Regions from separate parts of the Mus musculus genome. Here all the other regions are linked to region 2. Evidence: chromatin contacts called from public promoter capture Hi-C data. All regions are on one chromosome and are shown on one strand. Each heading gives the region's core, a stretch centred on a gene start, on an enhancer-like site or on the middle of the called end of the contact. The rest is flanking DNA. Distances are from core to core; before and after follow the strand shown. Region 1 holds the start of Huwe1 (HECT, UBA and WWE domain containing 1). Region 2 holds the start of Tro (trophinin). Region 3 holds the start of Smc1a (structural maintenance of chromosomes 1A).

Region 1 (3,121 bases), core at 505-3,004, 1.1 Mb after region 2:
TAAAACTATTTTATGTATCTTAGTATATCACAGCATTCAATTGTGTCCCATTTTTACATAGCTATATTGTATGCTTGGACTACAGTTTATTTAACCGTTTCCTGATTGTTGTACACTAGCTTGTTTTCTTTGGGGGAGAGGGGGCTATTGCAAGTAATGAATGGGCTTGTGTATGTTTCGTGCACATGTACGAAGGTATTCCTGTAGGAGAAATTCTTCGAGAAGTAATAGCAGAATCAAAACGTGTATGTATTTCAAATCTTGATAGATTTATCTAAATCTCCTTCCCCAAAGGCCATAATAATTTACACTCTCCAACGTAGTACGATATTGCCTATTTTTCCATAGCTATGCCAACATGAATTGTTACTTATCTTTATATCTTTTCAGTTATACAGTAAAAAATCACATGTCGTTGCTTTCATTTTACTGCTGTTTGAGCATATTTTCATTTTTCTAATTACAAAAGTCAGTAGTTAAATATGAACAGTCTTGTATATAAGCAATAAACATTTTGAAATTTTAATACCAACCCCCCCACTCTAAATTTCAAGAAAAATAAAAATATCTGGAAGTAAACTATAAAACTTTCAGGAATACAATGGAAGAACGTTTGCATAAATGGAGAAGGAATATCAGGCTTCTGCATAGGAAGCCTCTATTCTGTAACGATATTCATTTTTCTATATTGATTCAAGCAGTTGATGCAATTCCAATAAATATACTAAGTTTTTGGAACTTGACGATTCTAAAGTTTATGAGGGGGGGATGGCTAAGAATAACCAAGAAAATGTTTTTAAAGATGGGGGTGCTTGTACAATTAAACTGTACTCTGAAGGAAGCATGTTTAAATTAGAATAGACAGAACAATGGATTAGAATGGAAAAGCTCACAAACGGGCCAGACTGGATCCCGATTTATTGGAGAAACATTGTTGGTTAGACATGCAAAAACTGCCATATTAAAATCTCCAAGCGCCTTTCTCCCCACCCCAAGCTTGAATTTGCTTTTGAGGGCAGACGCCTTTGTTTGGAGAAAACCACTTTATTGGGTCTTTTTTGTTATAAGGTAAGGAAAGCCTCAATATTTAAAACTGGTGACTCCGGAGGTAGAACTAATGATATGAGCTTTTAGTGAAAAGATGGATTCAGGTTAGCCTGCAGTGCGGCGAAGGAAGAAGTATGGATATTAGAGGTCTTTAGATTTTTCCCCCCATGTTTTGAGCACAAAAACTGGTGTGTCATTGTTTCCATTTGCATTTGTGTGTTTATTGTAAATTGAACATCTTTTATGCGTTAGTTAAGACTAGCACGTTATTCCTCGAGGCAGGTAACAATGGGAACCCATTCTTTTCGCTTTCGGAATGGAGTTTGGCTAATTGGTACAGCCCTGCTGGAAGCGTGAGAATAAACAGGTTGACTTTTTAAGCACTAGGCAGGCTCCAGACACCTAAATCGGGGGCGGAGGTAGTTTTCAAGACATGGCCGAGATTTGGCGCTGAGCTGTGTCATCGCGAGGTTTGGTAGCAAGCTCCGCAGTGGGTCGGAAACCTCGTGGTAAGCGAGATCCCTAAAGGACGAGAGCTTCCTCCCTTTCCCCGAAAAAACTCCCAGTCATTTTCACGAAGCTCCGCCTTTCTCCTTTTTAGGAGCGTGCACCTGGTCTCGCGAGATCTCATGTTTCCTAAAGGCGAGGCGCGGGCGGTCTCCTGCGGTGAATTACGAAGGTCTCGGCGAGGCTGAACGTAATATCGCGATAGTTCCTACGGCGCATGCGGGAGCCGGCGGCGGCATGCTGGCTCCGCCCCGTAGTGCTCCGTGAGGTTGTGCGTCATTTGCTTTTCGCTTCGCGTGGGGTGAGAGCGGAGCGGTGGCGATTTGGGGTTTGGTGGCAAGCGAGGGTTGGGACGGGCTGGGCTCAGTTTTTCCTGGTCCGGTGGAGGTTCTCCTGGGATCACGCGAAGGCGGCGGCCGAGGTTGGCTACTGAGTGCAGGAGCTGCGGAGGCGCGAGCAGCGTCTTCTGGTGCTGCCGTTCTTAGCCGGTGAGTTCTCGCGGGAGCAGGGTTACGTCCTCGTGGGGATTCGCCGGCGGTGGCGGAGATACCTTGGGGGTGGGGGGGCAGTGACTAGGGTCGGGCCGCCTGTTAAGATGGCGGCGGCGGCGGCTGCCTGTCTTGCTCTTACACGGTACCAAGGGGTTAGCTATCCGCGTTTGTGACGCTTCTCAGGTACCAGACGTTAAGGAGATGACGAATGGCGAAACGTCGTGGTGCCGGTAAATCCTTCCTGAGCTGAAGACCATCCTGTTTCTTACCGGTTAAAGCGACACCATTTCCCCCGGCCTCTGCCTCGTGTGGGCCTGCCTTTGCCCCACCAATCGCTCTTCGCCTCTGTTTTCGTCGTCGCAGTGGGCGGGTTGGGAAGTGCGGGAGGGAGTCCATAGTTCATTGGGTAGTGGGCTGGGGATTAGATTAAAAAGTGGGAGAGAGGGACGCACCTAAGATTGTTCTCATAATTATTGCGCGCTTGCTGCTTCTCAGCCCTTGCAGCGACCCATATGAAACCCCTAGTTTTTCTTGATCCGAGGTGGGCTCTGCTTCCCTGCTCCCGCGGCTTTCGGGCTAAGGTTTGAGAGGTCAATCTGTAGAGTCATTAGAGTACCTTCCCTTTCCCAAATTCTGTCTCCCTGTCAAATCGCTCAGCTACGTGAATATCGGGATGCATTATTAAGGGGAGAAGTTAAAAAAAATCCTATCACTCCTCCTCTGTAGTCCTAATTTAGAGCCTAGCCTGAATCATCTACCCTGTCCCATGTCCTTCCGTGGTGCTTTTGGCGCAGATGTTAAAAGAGCTTATCTTATTCCCTGCATTTACTCCATCTTTGTGGATGGATCAGCAGTAACCTTCCATTTTCCTAGGTCCTCTTGCTTGTTTATCCCTGACGCGGGGACAGCGTACTGATTTCTTCAACTTTGAATGTTTTGAGACCATACTTGGGCAGAACAATAAACGGGTCAGTGGTCGGATAATTGCAGTCTTAGTGGTCTCCTTCGTGCCCCCACTAGGTGAAACTTTGCCTTTCCAACCCCTTCCACGCTACAAGCTCTGGGACCCGCCCCCT
Region 2 (3,190 bases), core at 679-3,178:
TTGTTTTTCTTAGATCGGCTGGCAATTGGTGGGTCCTTTTCTGTGGTCTCCGACTGTACATCTGGAGAGAAAGGAAGCCCTAGGCTCCCAGCGGGAGGCAGAGGGCCCTACATACTTAGGATTATAATCCTATGGGCCACCCCACCTCCCTACAATCACCCCTCTCTACAGTTGCCTCCCCTCCTGAACAATTTCATTGAAAGGGGTTTGGGAAAGGGGGATGGAGCAAGAGATAGATAAGTTTCCTCTTCCCTGTACCATGCAAAGGAAGACTGAGATAGGTAAGGTAAGGAATTATGGAACTACACAGTGATAATAGGCTCCAGAGTGGTAAATGAATTCAGGGCACGACAAACAGAATGCAGAGAGGTCTCACCTGGAATGTGGGCACCCGATGACCATGGTCATTTCTTCTATCCATCTTTCTGAAAGGCTAATAGCCGAGCCTGAAGGAAATAGGCCTGAGTTAGAGGATAATAGGAGGGTGGAAAGGGGGAAGATTTATCAGAAGTCTTGCTAAATCTGAAGGGTGAAAGAATTTGCCTAATTTTAGGCCCCAAATCTTTCTGGGTTTGCCTATCTAGAAGCCCAGAACATGTGGTCTCTGAGCTGCAGCATCTTTTGCTTCCAAGATGGCAAATTAATTCTACGACCTACACCTTAATACCCTCTACCACACCGCAACCTGACAGTGCGCATGCGCACAGAACGAGAGCGAGAGACACGCACACACGCGCGCACCCACACCCACCCACCCACCCACACACACACACACACATATGCGCGTGCACACACACACGCACGCGCGCATGATAACAGGTTTTCCAAATGCAGCTGGTCCTCAAGGCCCTCAATACGCATGCGCTATGGTGGACAGGACCATTCTAACCATCTCATGTCCACATATGTCCCCCGCTCTCAGAGCTACAGAACATCTCGATCCCACCGCCTCCTCCTCCTACATCATTTCTCAGCCCGTCCCCCCACCCCAGGCTCCACAGGGCCTCTTCGCGCCACCCCCTCCTACCACCATCCCACCCCACCCCCGCCCCCATTCCTGTGCGGCCGCGCCAGCCCGCGCCAACCATCAGCCACTCACTCAGGCTGTGGTTCCGCAGTCCTCCGCACCTCCCACCCTCCTCAAGCCCCCTCCCCCCCCACCCGCGCCGCAGTCGCCTTCGCCAACACTATCCCCCCTCGCCCCCCCCCCCCCCGGTCCACGTCTGCAAGGGCCCCGCCCCGCCCTTTCTGCAACATTGATACCCCACCCTCAAATCCAACAGGGATAACCCCTTCATGATTCCCAGCTCCCTAACCCTACCAGGTCATCCCCTCTTTCAAAGCAGTGCTACCCGGATCCTAGCCCGTCCTTTCTCCCTTCCAAGCCTGGTCCTCTGGCCGTTTAAAGAGGATTCTGTCGCTCCTTTCTTAGTCCAGATTCGATTCATCCTTTTCGTAGCCCATAACGGGGTCCAGCCCCCTTTCTTCAGCTTGATCCGGGTCCCTTACCTCCCTCCTGAACTCGACCCTCCTCCCTTTTTGCTACAGCCAGAACGTGTTCTAGATGTTTCCTTTCCAAAATCCCAACCAGGTCTGCATCCCTTCTTTCCATCCCCAAACTGAGTCTAGACTTTCCCGTAGCCCGGAGATTCCGCCCCCGCCTTTACGCAGTGAGAATTGGGTCCAGGCACCTCTAAACCCACCACATCGAAACCGCTAGATCCCGAATCCAGCCAGGTTCCTGTCAAACCTTAATGCTGTGTGAAGCCAGTCACCCCGAAGCCGCGGCTCTGAAGCCCCCACGGGGTCTTTCCTAAAGCTGGCCACCTCAGCTCACCTCGCCCTCGTGAGCCGAGAGGACGTCTGCTCTCTCCAAGCCTCTCCTCAGGTCTGAGCTTGTAACCCGCCCCCCTGGCCGGAAGTGGTCCTGCCTCTTTCCGCCTCCAGAGGGGGGTCTCCGTCCCTACCAGCCCGCCCCACCCCCTCCCCGCTAACGGCTTCCCAGTCTCCTCAGTGTGGCGCATCTGTTTACTACCTCTTGTTCAGCATTCACACCTAGTCTCCATTTCATTTCTCTGTTCCCCAATACGTGTCCCTGTTCCTATTTGATTTTTCAGTTTCTCCTGAAGAAAATGACCTCAGAGCTCCCACGCCTGTCCTGACAACACTAATTACATGGCGTGATATACTGTGAGAACGTCACATTCATTACTGCCTCTAAAATACGACTAGATTAAGATAGAGGCGCTGAACATTAAGGTGATGCTCTCAAATAATTCATATATATAATATATATTTAAACAATATGTAATAAATAATTAAATACATATAGTTAAACAGTAGATGTAAGAAAAATCAATTAGAGCCTGTCAGATGGCTCAGCGGTAAAAGCACTCCAAGCCTGCGGACATGAATCCTATTCCCTGGATCCACATGGCGGAGGTAGAAAACCTACTCCCACAGGTTGTCTTCACAGCTCTGATTGCACACAAACACATATGTGCATGTACACACACTTTATTTATTACAAATAAAAATGTAATAAAAAAATCCCTACATGCTTCTATTTTATTTCAAAATAATTTCACTGATTCCTTAAAATTAAAAAAAAAATTATTTGGAAACTATGGGAGCGGGCATTTAACAAAGCCCTGATATAATTCCAGCACTACTTGGGAGGGAGATGTTGAAGGGTCTTGAGTTCAAGTACAGCCTTCTACGATGAGATGATATATTAAAAATCATATGTATATGTGCATATATATACATACAAATATACATACACATCTTTTTTTCTCATGTTCTTCTTTTACTGATGCTCTGAACAAGGACTTAGGCTTTCTCTTGTGATGTAGCACACTACTCGCCAGTGCAAGAAACAATTTGTAGCATTCACTTTTTTTCATTCAATTATGTCAAACTGAGTAGAGACCATTATGTCAGAAAAAAAAGGCAGTCAAAGCTAAAATGAGACATTATAAAAAAGAATGACATTATACACTGGGCGTTGAATCCCAGCACTTGGGAGGCAGAAACAGGCAGATCTTATGAGTTCAGGGGCCGGCCAGGGCTACATAGTGAGGTCCTGTATCAAGAAAACCAAGGGATACTTTTGGGATAGCATTGGAAATGTAAATGAGGAAAATACCTAATTAAAAATAAAAAAGAAAACCAAACAACAAAAGAATTA
Region 3 (2,957 bases), core at 108-2,607, 1.4 Mb after region 2:
GGATCTCTGAGTTCGAGGCCAGCCTGGTCTACAGAGTTCCAGGACAGTCAGAGCTAGATGGAGAAACTTTTGAAAAAATAAAAGAAGATACCCAGGAATAGCTGTGGAAACCACCAGACTCTTTCCATATCTAACTGAAAATGGCACTAACCCCGGCCTATAAAGACAATCTGTTGTCACAATAGGGGGATGATTCAGTAGACATCCTGGGCTGCTAAGATCATGACTATAAGGTGATAGAAGGGGAATGAAAGAATGAAGAAAAAGGGGATGGAAAAGAATTGGAGAAGGACAGGGTATAAAGGAGAGAGAGGAGAGAGGAAGAGAGGGGGGAGAGAGGAGAAAAAGAGGGAGGGAGAGGGAAGGAGGGGAGAGAGAGGGGGGAGAGGGAGAGAAAGAGGGAGGGAGAGAGAGAGGTGAAGAGGTGGAAATGGGGGAAACTTGATGTAATGGAGGGAAAAGGACAGAGTTGGAGCGAGAGAGGGAGGGAGGAGAGAGGGAGAGGGAAGGAGAGGAGAGAGAGGGGAGGGGGAGAGGAAGGGAGAGAGGAGAGAGAAAGAGAAAGGGAGGGAGAGAGGAGAGAAAGGGGGAGGGAAAGAGACAGAGGGGAAGTGGTGGAAATGGGGGAAACTTGATTTAACAGGGAGGGAAAAGGACAGAGCTGGAGCACTGGCTTAAGGACCTGGACTCCTAGTGTTCACACAAGATACCTTTCTCAGTACAGAATTCCAGTTTTGAAGCTCGAAAATGGATTGGACCCAAGTTGACTCTTGGATTTACAACGGCAGTCTTTAAATTCTGCTTGGAGAAATAAGAGAGAAGCAGACGATAGGGGCAGTATTTCAGAACACAGCCTTTCCCAACTTGTATCTCTGTTGTCTAAGAGATACTCTCATCGTCCTCACACTCTAAGCTCGCCTCATCTAAGTCCTCCCTTTGATCCCTCTTCCATCCCAAACTGCCCACCCTTCCGAGGGCGCCTTCCCATTCCCGACTGAATCCTTGGCTGAAGCGCTTCTCCCCGTCTCCCCCCTTGCTGGCTAGACTACAAACCCCAGCCGAGCTTCTGCCTCCCACTAGCTCTGGCAGAACCTTGAAGTGACTTCTTTCCCAGCAAGCGTGGGCTCAGACCCCGCCTGCTTGCTCTGATTTCCCCCGAAGTGATCAGAGCACTAACGCTTCCCGTCCTAGTTGGCGGCCACTTCAACAGTTGCTGGGTAACTACGTAGAGGGGCGGGGCCTGAGCGCCCAGCGCGTGCTCCAGCCGGGCAACAATTCAACAAAAGCGCTATTTCAGGCGGAAGTGACCATTTCTGGCCCCGGAAACAGGAAATCGTGATTGGCTTGGACTTATTATCGCGAGGCTTACTGTACACCCGGCTTGCACTGCGCTATTTCCCGCGCGGGCTAACCTCGTTCCCAGGAGTAAGGCGCGGCCTTTCCTACGCCAGCGCCGCTGTCATGGGTTTCCTGAAACTGATTGAGATCGAGAACTTTAAATCGTACAAGGGTCGACAGATTATCGGACCATTTCAGAGGTTTACCGCCATCATTGGACCCAATGGCTCTGGTGAGATTAAAACCGGCTGTGGCCCTGCGCGCGTCCCGGTCCGGTTCCCCCTGCTTGTCTGCAAAGTAGTACAACCTACCCCCATGCAACCCGAGACATTGTGAACCCTGAAATGTTCCTTGATCCTCTTGGTGGGGCTTGGATCTGAACTTGCTTTCCCTTTTGGCATACACTGAACTCGAGTCTCTTCCCAACTGTCAGTTGGCGGAGTTCGGCGCAGACCCCCTCTGGCCCGAATGGTATGGGCCGAACCGTGCGTCGCCCCGCCCACTACCCCTCCCGCCAAAAGAGGCGTTCCCGAAATTTGCTGCCAGTTGTTTGGCCCGCGGCTTCCTTCCGGTCTGCATTGTTCCACCTTCCTAAACTTGTTTGACACCTCTGGGAAAATTTGGGAACCGTAACTCTGCTTTGGCGTCCGATCCCAAGCTGTGTACTTTGTGCTCTACTCAGCCCTCCCCGCACCCGCACCTCCCGATGGAACGCTCCACTCTGATTCCTTTCCCCCCCCCCCTCTCTGCTGTGGCACTTTTGAATTTCTGACCCAGCGTTCCGCTCAGCAGCGTGGGATTGCGATGCCCCCCACCCCTCCGCATGCCCCCCACACGCCTAAGAGATTGTTGCTTTGATTTGCCTTTTTCCTACCAGAAAACCGTAAATAAGCCTGAACTTGTTCGCTTGCCAAATTGGTGGAGGGTTTGGGGTTTTATCAGTTAAGTTTATGCGGGGAGAGCAAATCCGAGATCGCGGGAAAGGAGAAGCAAAGTACAAAATAAGATAACACTTAGGCCATTATAAATGTTTTGTAGAAAAGGGGTTAGGCTGATAAGTTAGAGTGACTTTGATAGTAACCCTACTTTTTCATACTTAAGCCTACTATTTCATATCTTAGTTTTTGCTGTATAGCTCGTAGTTTCCTCTCACCCATCTCTAGAAGTATTCGTTATGAATCTTTGCTGTGTTCCTCCACTCCAGAGATATTCTAGTTTACTCATTTTCTAGCCTGCTAGGCCACCCTTACCTTGAAGTAGCTCATAGCGAATACCTTCACTGGACTCTTGCTTGCGGTTTTGTTCTCTGTCTAGAGCATTGTTTCCTAACACTAGCTCTTTAGCCACACACTTTCTCTGTGCGGTTGGTTCTGTGCATTGTAGAATGTTTAGCTGTTTTCCTGACCTCTCTCCACTAAATGACAGCACCTCCACTCCCCTGAAATGCCCATCAAAAATGTGTTCGGACAATGTCAGAGTTTGGAGTGCGGGTGGGGGTGGTAATGACGGGTTACTTACTTCCCCTACTACGGTTTAAGAACCACTGGCCTAGAGGGTTGATGCTTTGAGTTCCACTAAATTTCTTAGGATTTTGGTCTTGTGACTCTTGTAGAAAATGC

What was found. Promoter capture Hi-C pulls out the DNA fragments that hold promoters and counts their contacts.
Region 1: a promoter capture Hi-C map of hippocampal neurons shows a contact between it and region 2, with 6 times the contacts expected there. The contact joins the promoter of Huwe1 here to the promoter of Tro in region 2. A contact is called at or near these places in 4 of 39 promoter capture datasets (cranial neural crest, embryonic stem cells, hippocampal neurons and 1 more) and 2 of 115 datasets of contacts at active chromatin or transcription factors (astrocytes and embryonic forebrain).
Region 3: a contact with region 2 is called in a promoter capture Hi-C map of cranial neural crest. The contact joins the promoter of Smc1a here to the promoter of Tro in region 2. A contact is called at or near these places in 5 of 39 promoter capture datasets (the 3T3-L1 cell line, cranial neural crest, hippocampal neurons and 1 more).

Annotation. Positions count from the first base shown.
Region 1 is chrX:151,801,528-151,804,648 of GRCm38.p6, forward strand. It overlaps Huwe1 (HECT, UBA and WWE domain containing 1), which reads left to right and starts at 1,755. Exons shown (of 83, transcript NM_021523.4): 1 at 1,755-2,042.
Region 2 is chrX:150,655,508-150,658,697 of GRCm38.p6, forward strand. It overlaps Tro (trophinin), which reads right to left and starts at 1,929. Exons shown (of 13, transcript NM_001002272.3): 1 at 1,838-1,929; 2 at 377-446; 3 at 1-107. The coding sequence starts at 421.
Region 3 is chrX:152,015,071-152,018,027 of GRCm38.p6, forward strand. It overlaps Smc1a (structural maintenance of chromosomes 1A), which reads left to right and starts at 1,358. Exons shown (of 25, transcript NM_019710.2): 1 at 1,358-1,570. The coding sequence starts at 1,462. Ribc1 (RIB43A domain with coiled-coils 1) reads right to left here and starts at 1,225. Exons shown (of 8, transcript NM_025660.3): 1 at 1,093-1,225; 2 at 711-798.